Regions from separate parts of the Gossypium arboreum genome. Here region 2 is linked to region 1. A link is a contact called in public Hi-C data. All regions are on one chromosome and are shown on one strand. Each heading gives the region's core, a stretch centred on a gene start, on an enhancer-like site or on the middle of the called end of the contact. The rest is flanking DNA. Distances are from core to core; before and after follow the strand shown. Region 1 holds the start of LOC108465412 (pyrophosphate-energized membrane proton pump 3-like). Region 2 holds the start of LOC108486444 (protein MANNAN SYNTHESIS-RELATED 1-like).

Region 1 (4,122 bases), core at 1,010-3,509:
TGTAATTTTTACATAAATGGCCCCTCTTTCTTTCTTTTTTTCCACCAATCTCCCTTTCCCACTTTCTTTTTTTTTCTTCCTCTTTTATTTTTTTTACTACTTTCTTTTTTTTTTCTCATCCTTCCTTTTTTCTTCTATTTAAAATTCTCCCTTAATGTTTATGTTTTCACTGTTCTACCCCCAATTCCTTTTTTTCTCTATTTTTTTAAATTATATCGTTCATTTCATTTATGATCTTAAATTTGTTATATCCAATGAAATAACTATTTACCATTGCGGTACTAATTTAAATGGAAATTATTATACATATTAAATATATCAAATATCTATTAGTTTTCCTAAACTTTTTCCTCTAATTACAATTTTGCCCTTATCTTTCTATATTTTAAGTTACGCTCCTTGTCAAGCGATTAATTCACATTGAGGAAATAATTTAAATAGAAATTATTTTACATTGGAAAATTTTAAAATGATTATTAATTTATATAATTCAAAGCCAATATTTTTCAAATAATATTTGACATTTGCAACATTACAAAATAATTTCAAATAACTTACTTTAGTACGTGATTTATATTTTCCTACATTTTAAAAAAGAAGATTGAAAATTAAAACATAAAAATTACAACGGAACATAAATGATGAATTACATTTTATTCAAGACCGAAACCATCGTGTCCTACAAACTGAAAAAGACCATGTTTAACAGCAACACGAGCAAGTTTCTAAATACTAATAAAACAAAAATAAATGATGAATTTGATTTTGTTCCAGATCGATACCATTGTGTCTTACAAATTGAAAAATACCATTTTTAATGGCAACATGAGCAACTTTCTTAATACTAATATTTGAGATAATCTCACACGTAGTATTCAACTGGGATTCTATTAGAACCTTTAAACATCCCCTAACCCAGAAAATCTCAAATAATACCATTCGTTAGATGCATAATCAATTTGAACCTATTATCACCTTACCACATCCAACGAAAAGACCTACATAATCAAATTGAACCCGTTACCACATAAATCACTAGCAACCGAGACTCCTATTGTTATTTGAAATTGTCACACATATGAAATTAAGGAATCAAATCTACACTTCCGAAAAGTGTTAGAACATTTTCAAATGTTTATACTGTTCCAATAACTATAAATGAATGAGTGTAATTAATCAAAAGATAAATCTTTTGGTCATTGGTTAAAAGTTATATCATTTGATTTTTGAAAAAGACTTATAACTATTCAAACAATAGTAGTTGAATAGTTATAAAATTAGATGAATAATTATTATTTATTTATTCGAAAGAGAACTATTAAAAGATGTCTTTATGAAGAGACATGAAAATTCCTATAAAATGATATTTCATTTGGAAATCACACCGAAAAAAAAATCTAAAATTCTTTCTTTTATTCCTCTATTTTCTAATATTATTAGATTATTCTATAAAGTATTACGGCAAAAATCCTTTTAGAAATTGAATTTCTTGTTATACATTGTTTAGTGCTTAGTGGACTATTCTCATCAATACAAAACGCAAATAGTCATTAGCTTTATTGTATGTTCGAGGTTAATTTGCTTAAAACTCTTTTGCACACTAAAGATAGGTAGGAGCGAATATAACCTTAAAAATAATGACTTGATACACGCTTCGAAACCTTGTCCCATTTCTTATTTTTCTGTTCGAGTTTCATTCATCTGTTTGAAATTTCTCTTATTGGAGATTTATACTAACGAAACGGACCATTAAATTTGTCGATGTCCGAGCTCCACTGGATCACTATTAAATAAAACATACATTCAAATTATAAATTTTCTAAATAAATAGAAACAAACAAAAAAAAAATCGATCCTGATCTCCATGTTTTCTTAATACAAACATTTCTCTCTTCTCTCCCTTACAACTAATCAAAAAATTTTCAACCTCCCCAAAATCCTAATCTTCACCTTACACTGATATTTCATCAGGGGCATGAGTATATATAGCTTTTTGGTGACGTCATTTTTTTCGTATTCTCCCATATACATATTATTGGTGACGTCAAAAGCATTGACGCGACCTAAAAAATATTTTTATTCCCTGTAGACAACTATTAGGTGAAAGTGCACCTATGTTTATTGTTCAAAAGATGTTATTTACTTGCATGATTTTCAAAATAGTTCATTTTCTTAAATAATAAAAAAATTTGGGTACCTAAGTTTTTATTTATAGAAGAAGGAATCTTTTAATAATTAATGGATAAAAGCTTTAATTGTCTGGTCGTGGAAACAGCTTACATGTAAGAAAACTATTGGCAGCGCTGACATGGCAAAAGAGATTTTTTAAACAGAAGCAGAGAAAAGCTTAAACCAAAAGAATAAAATGAAACCGAAGGAAACAAAAAAAAGGTAGAAAAGAAAAATCAAACAAACAAAAATAACTCATCCTTCTCGACTTGTTAAAAGTTTATAATCTTAAGGCTAAGAGGCCTGCAAAATTTCGGTTTCCGCAGAGAGAGAGAGAGAGAGAGAGAGAGAGAGAGAAGGGGGGGGGGAGAGGGAGGGAGAGCATTAACGTTTTTTTCCCTTTAATGGCGGTTACTTGGTTTCGCTGCGGCCACTGAAAACGGTATGTGTAATCTTTTTCTTTTCTTGTAGATCTAATTGATTATTTTTTAGATCAAATTATGCAATACTTTGAATCTGGGATTTTGGCTTTGGATCCTAAGTTGTTATATTTCTCAGGGAGGTCCCTTCATTTGGTTGTTTTCTTGATGAAATGTCGGGAATGAGAACTGTTTGGAACCTTCGAAAATTGAAAACTTAGTGGATGCTTTAATCGGATTAACTTTTCTTTTTCGTTTTATTTATTTCCATTTTACTATCGTAACTACAGTCCATGAGGTCCGAAAAATGGGAACAAAACAGAAAAAAAGAAAGGAGAAAAATATCATGATTCATGAATGCTGAACTGAAATTATTGTATTTTGAGTTGAATTGGTCTTGTTTTTTAGTCTTATGATAGGTCAAAATGGAACAAAATAATGTTTGGTTCTTGCAAATGTGTGGGTTGAAAAATATAAAATCTACTTCATCTTTTGGCTAATTTATTAGCTTCTAATGGCCTTTTGCAACATCTTGCACTTTTTATGGAATATCTCTTGGCAGTGCAATAGGGGAAGTGAAGTGGTTAATTGGAGGTCGAAATGATATTTGGTGGTTATAATCTTGTAAGATGTTTGAATATTTTAGGTTGAGCCTTTGCTTGATGTTAAGGGTGAGGAACAATTTTCTAATCTAATGGTTAAGTACTTAGGTTCGTTACCACCTTCATAGCGTAAGCCTAACCATTGCATTCAAAATTTTTACATCTCCCTTCTTTTCCATCCCATCCTTCCACTTAGCAAAACTTGAATTGTATTTTATGCAATTCTTGACACAGTAAGCTGAGATTTTTAAAGATATTCTGGTTAAATGTTCAGTTTCAGTAAAACCAATGAGATTGTTCTTTCCAGATCTTTTAGTCTATGCAATTACTTTTGCACCTTTTTCCAGGTTCTCATTTTTTATCTACTCAGATACAGTCATAAGTAGGGGCTTTGGCTGCTTAATATTAAGCAATATGAGCATAATTATGATGTTAGATTTTGTTCTGATCAGTGTAGAGTACTTCCATGATCACATTTCTAGGCTTAGAGACTCGAGATATTGGGTTTCTATGATTGGAAATGCAGTGTATTAAGAATCCTTCTCCAATTATCTGCCTAAAAGTGTCTTATTCACTGATGAGGTATTGTTTTTACATCACCAAAGTTTTGGCTTGGTTTGATTTGACCTAAACCTTAAGTGTTTGTAATTTTTGTTTGTTTACTTCAGTTTTAACCGGTAAATGTTTTGATCTTTATGCAGGAAAATTAACTTGTGTCTAAAAATCACTGAACTGGAGGGAAGGCAAGAATAGAAGCTATTGAACCTGAATTAAGGCTGTTGTTATTAAAAAAGTTGATTGTCTTTTATGTCTTAGGTGAAATTATAGTCTTTCACTGGACAAATTAAAGCATTCAAAATTCAGCGACCAAGTTCAGGGGGTGATTTGCCCCAAACTGGGGAGTACTCTTTTCCTGTTTCCCGGAGGGTGAA
Region 2 (4,122 bases), core at 593-3,092, 220 kb before region 1:
AGACAACAGTTTGATCTATCTGTTATTTTCAGGTAAATAGTAAAAGGTGAAATTTCAGACAATGAAATGGATTAGGGACTTTCAAACACATTAAACTTAGGTTCTTCCTTCTTTGTGAGAGAACAAAGATAAAGAAAAGGCAACAGCAAAGCTATCTTATTTTGATAACTTTATAACTAAAACAGATACCATGTATACCTGAGAGACATGGTATTCTGGACCATTAGTCAATGAGAAAGTAACATACCCTCTTGACTGCTCTATTCCATCTGTAAGCCAAGTCAAAGCTCCATCAATTAAAGAGAAACATTTAATTACATTTTTTACCGTCAATACACAGTGACAATGTAGACATCGGAATAATGATACATGTAAAGAAAAATTTCTAAACCAAATGATCATTTTTCAGGGAGTTAAGTGAAGTTAACAAACCAAAAGTGGTCCTGCTCCAACACGGTTTTAGCTCTTGACTGTCCTTCATCCAAGGCCCTTTGCTCCCCTTCGAAGGCTTTACAAGGCCATCCTTCTCAATAACATTGGCATTATCAACTTGAACATCCTGAGCTTCTCCAGGAAGTTTATCCTACGTAACAAGGAGAGAAAATAATCAAATTTAGAGTAAATACACCAAAGCTTTACACGGAATTGAAAAGAAATCAAGCAAAAACTTGCAAACATTTATTTAATCACTATAAGTAAATAAGACTGGCATCAATAGAATTTACAATAACAAAAATAAAACATCTACAATTTCTTCTAGTTGGTCATAAAGGCTTGAGACGTTGAAATAAGGCCTAGGACTGAAATTATAAATCTGAAAGAAGCAGAATCCTTCACTCATCTATGCTTGAATCCTGAAATTACTCTTCTAAACCAAATTTAACTTTAAATGGGTTGTTTTCTATACCTTGTTCAGTCTAATTTTCCAGATACTTCCCCTGGAAAATAAAATAGCTTTAATTGTTTAAAAACAAAAAGGACGTTTCAAGTTAGCCCATATTTTCTTCTTCTTCTTCTTCTTCATGAATTAGCAATTAGTTTTGAGAAAAAAAAAAAGGCTCCCAAATAATCTTATACACAAAGAACCAAACAACTACACCACTTTCGAAGATCATGGTCAGAATATATTGTTATTTTCTTAAAGATGCAGCAGATAGGATGTCAAGTGAATCTTAACGAGCTAAGATGTGATTATTACAGATAATGTGGAAAGTGAAGCAACTTGCTCGAGGTTTTATCACATAATCAGAGATTCACCAAATAAAACACAAAGCTATGATAAGTGAAGTGAAATTGGGGACTGGATTTAGTATAAAAATCCCATGAAAAACTTGAGAGTTAGATCAAAGAAGAAAGCAAAGGAAGGGGGAATTACTTGGAGAGAATCAAAATGGTCTCTTTTGATCATTTGACCAAGCATCACAAACATGGTGAGAGTGAGAATACCGGCCACTACTTGCCTCAAATCAATCCCCATTTCTTCTTTTCTCTTTCAAAATTCTGTAATAAAAGCGAAGCCCCCCAAAAAAAGGAAATTCAAAACTCAAAAAATAAAAACCAGGGTCGCCCAAGAATAAGTTTAAACCTAAAGAAGAGGCATGATTAACAAGAAGATGAAACAGCGAGTTTAGATCAACGAGAGAAAATGAAATGAAGTAAATATGATAATAGGTGCGCAGTAGTAGTACCATTTTTGGGGTCCTTACACCACCGACACTTTGCACTGAAAGTGAAAACGATGCCTGTTTTCCTACGCCATGTGTACCCTACCCCTTTGCTTTGATTTCTTATTACCTAATATACTACTAAAAAAACCCATAAACTACTCCGCTTTTATTTAAACAGGCCTTTCAACTATTTTGGTTAAATTCTGCTATTAAGCATTGTATTTTGTGAAACTTATAGATAGTTTTTATATTTTATTTAATCAATTTTAGTTTTTATATTTTATTTAATCAATTTTAATTTCTATATTTTTAAAATTTAAAATTTTAGTTCTCACTAAACGATAATTGTTAAATTCATTAAGTTAGGTTTTATTATTTTCAAAATTTGATGCTACAAGCATATTATTATATGTTTATTGTTGTGTGAACTTGTTATTTTCACATATTACTCACTAAGAATTATGTTAATGGATTAGCAGTTGTCTTTTGTGTCAAGATTAAAATTTTAATATTCGAAAAGTATAAGGTCTTTGAATGATTAAATTAAAGAATATTGACTAAATATACAATTGAATGCATAATACAAGACTAGTTTCTAAATTTAAACTAACGGATTTAATTGTCACTATTTGGGTTAGGACTAAGATTTTAAAATTCGACAAGTATAGAGACTAAAACTAGCCAATTCAAAAAGTATAAGAACAAAAATTGATCAAATAAAAGTACAATGACTAATTCCACAACTTTCGCAAATTATATGGACTAATAGCAAAATTTAACCAAGTATTTTTATAGTTAAATAAATCTTTATATTATTATTTTTATGCATAAAAGCCCTTGATTTTAATATTAAAGTAAAATATTTTAAATTTTAGGCTCTTTTCTTAATTTCTTGTTAATGCAATAAAATTCTATATACTTTTCACATCAACATGAAATTTAAAACAAGAATGAAAATTTTCAAAAAATAATTAAATGTGTTATGTATATAAACACTTTCAAGATATTATAAAATATTCGCTTCCTTTAAAAATTATTATTTTATTTAATAAACTCTTCTAATCAAATTCAGATCACCATAAAACGCAAAATAGTTTAAAGATTCAAAATATTTGTACTTTAATATTAAAATCAAGAGCTTTCATAGTTAAATATTATAGGTTATGAGCTTATTTAACTACAAAAATAGCATAAGGACTTGTTTAAACAACGTATAATAGTTTAAGGGCTTTTTTTAGCACATTAGCATTTTTATTTTTATTTTAGACTACCTTTTTATTAATGTTGTTTAAACCGAACCAACTAGTCTAACCAGTTGGATGGGGAACCAATCCAAAGAGAGGCAAAAAATTGATTGACCCACCAATCGATATGGATTGGTTGAATTGAACTAAAAAATCGATTGAACCAATACTTGAACCAAATTTATGCAAGTCTCAAGGCTCAATTTTAGGCCAATAGATGTGATGGGCTTACACTACCTCTTTAACTGTTCATAGAAACATATATTTAACATAATCACAAAACAAAGTTTAGAGAAAACTTACTATTGGAACTTAGGATAAAACCCTAATGTAACACCCCTAACCATCTCCGTTACTAGATTAGGGTTACTTACAGTATAAATCGGATCATTTATCTTACAATAGAAACAATCATGCTGTGACAACCCGAATTAGGGCCTAATCGGAATAGTGGTTTCGTGACCACAAATCCGAGATAGAAATAATTGTTTTATAAATATTTTGGGGTTTATGATATGATTGCATGATTGTGTGAAAATTTTGTGATGAAATTCTATGCCTAAAGTGTTTAAATTGAAAGTAGGGACTAAATCGAATAAGTTGCAAAATTTGCATACTAGAAATTTTTAGTATGAAATTGTTTTGAAATATTTATTAGGAGGTCTTAAATAGCAATTCTACCAATTTTAAGTTCATGGACAAATTTAGGACATGGAAGGAATTTTGGAAAGTTTAGTAGTAAGGGTATTTTAGTCATTTTGATATTAAATGAAATAAAATGGGAAAAATAACACAAAATAGTCATCTTCCCATTTAGTTGCTGCCAAACTTCACTCTCTCCATAGCTAGGGATTCTTCAACTTTCAAGCTCCATAATCAAGAAAGACGCGAATTGATCTCGAACTGGGGAAGGAAAAAGTTTTGGATTAAATTGCAAAATTTTCATATTTTGCACCAAGGTAAGTTGTATGTAAATATTACAATAATTTCATGTACATTCTTATATTTCAGCCTATTATATAAATATACTAGCTGATGTTAAAATATAAATTGACTATGGGAAGAATGGAAATAAATACAGAGAGAGATCCCGGTTGAACATTCGGAGAGATCGAATGAAATAGAGGGAGCGTAGCTAGGTCACATGTATGATGCTGAGTGCACATCATGTGTACAAGAAAGCTACGAGACACCCTGTAGTAGCTAGGTCA

The links. Hi-C and Micro-C count contacts between places; a contact is called where the count stands out from the background.
Region 2: a contact with region 1 is called in a Hi-C map of leaf, with 4 times the contacts expected there. The contact joins the promoter of LOC108486444 here to the promoter of LOC108465412 in region 1. A contact is called at or near these places in 4 of 5 Hi-C or Micro-C datasets (all in leaf).

What each region holds. Positions count from the first base shown.
Region 1 is chr6:65,665,027-65,669,148 of ASM2569848v2, reverse strand. LOC108465412 (pyrophosphate-energized membrane proton pump 3-like) reads left to right here and starts at 2,259. Exons shown (of 15, transcript XM_053029737.1): 1 at 2,259-2,611; 2 at 3,892-4,122.
Region 2 is chr6:65,888,949-65,893,070 of ASM2569848v2, reverse strand. It overlaps LOC108486444 (protein MANNAN SYNTHESIS-RELATED 1-like), which reads right to left and starts at 1,842. Exons shown (of 7, transcript XM_017790500.2): 1 at 1,689-1,842; 2 at 1,376-1,500; 3 at 433-583; 4 at 199-269. The coding sequence starts at 1,477.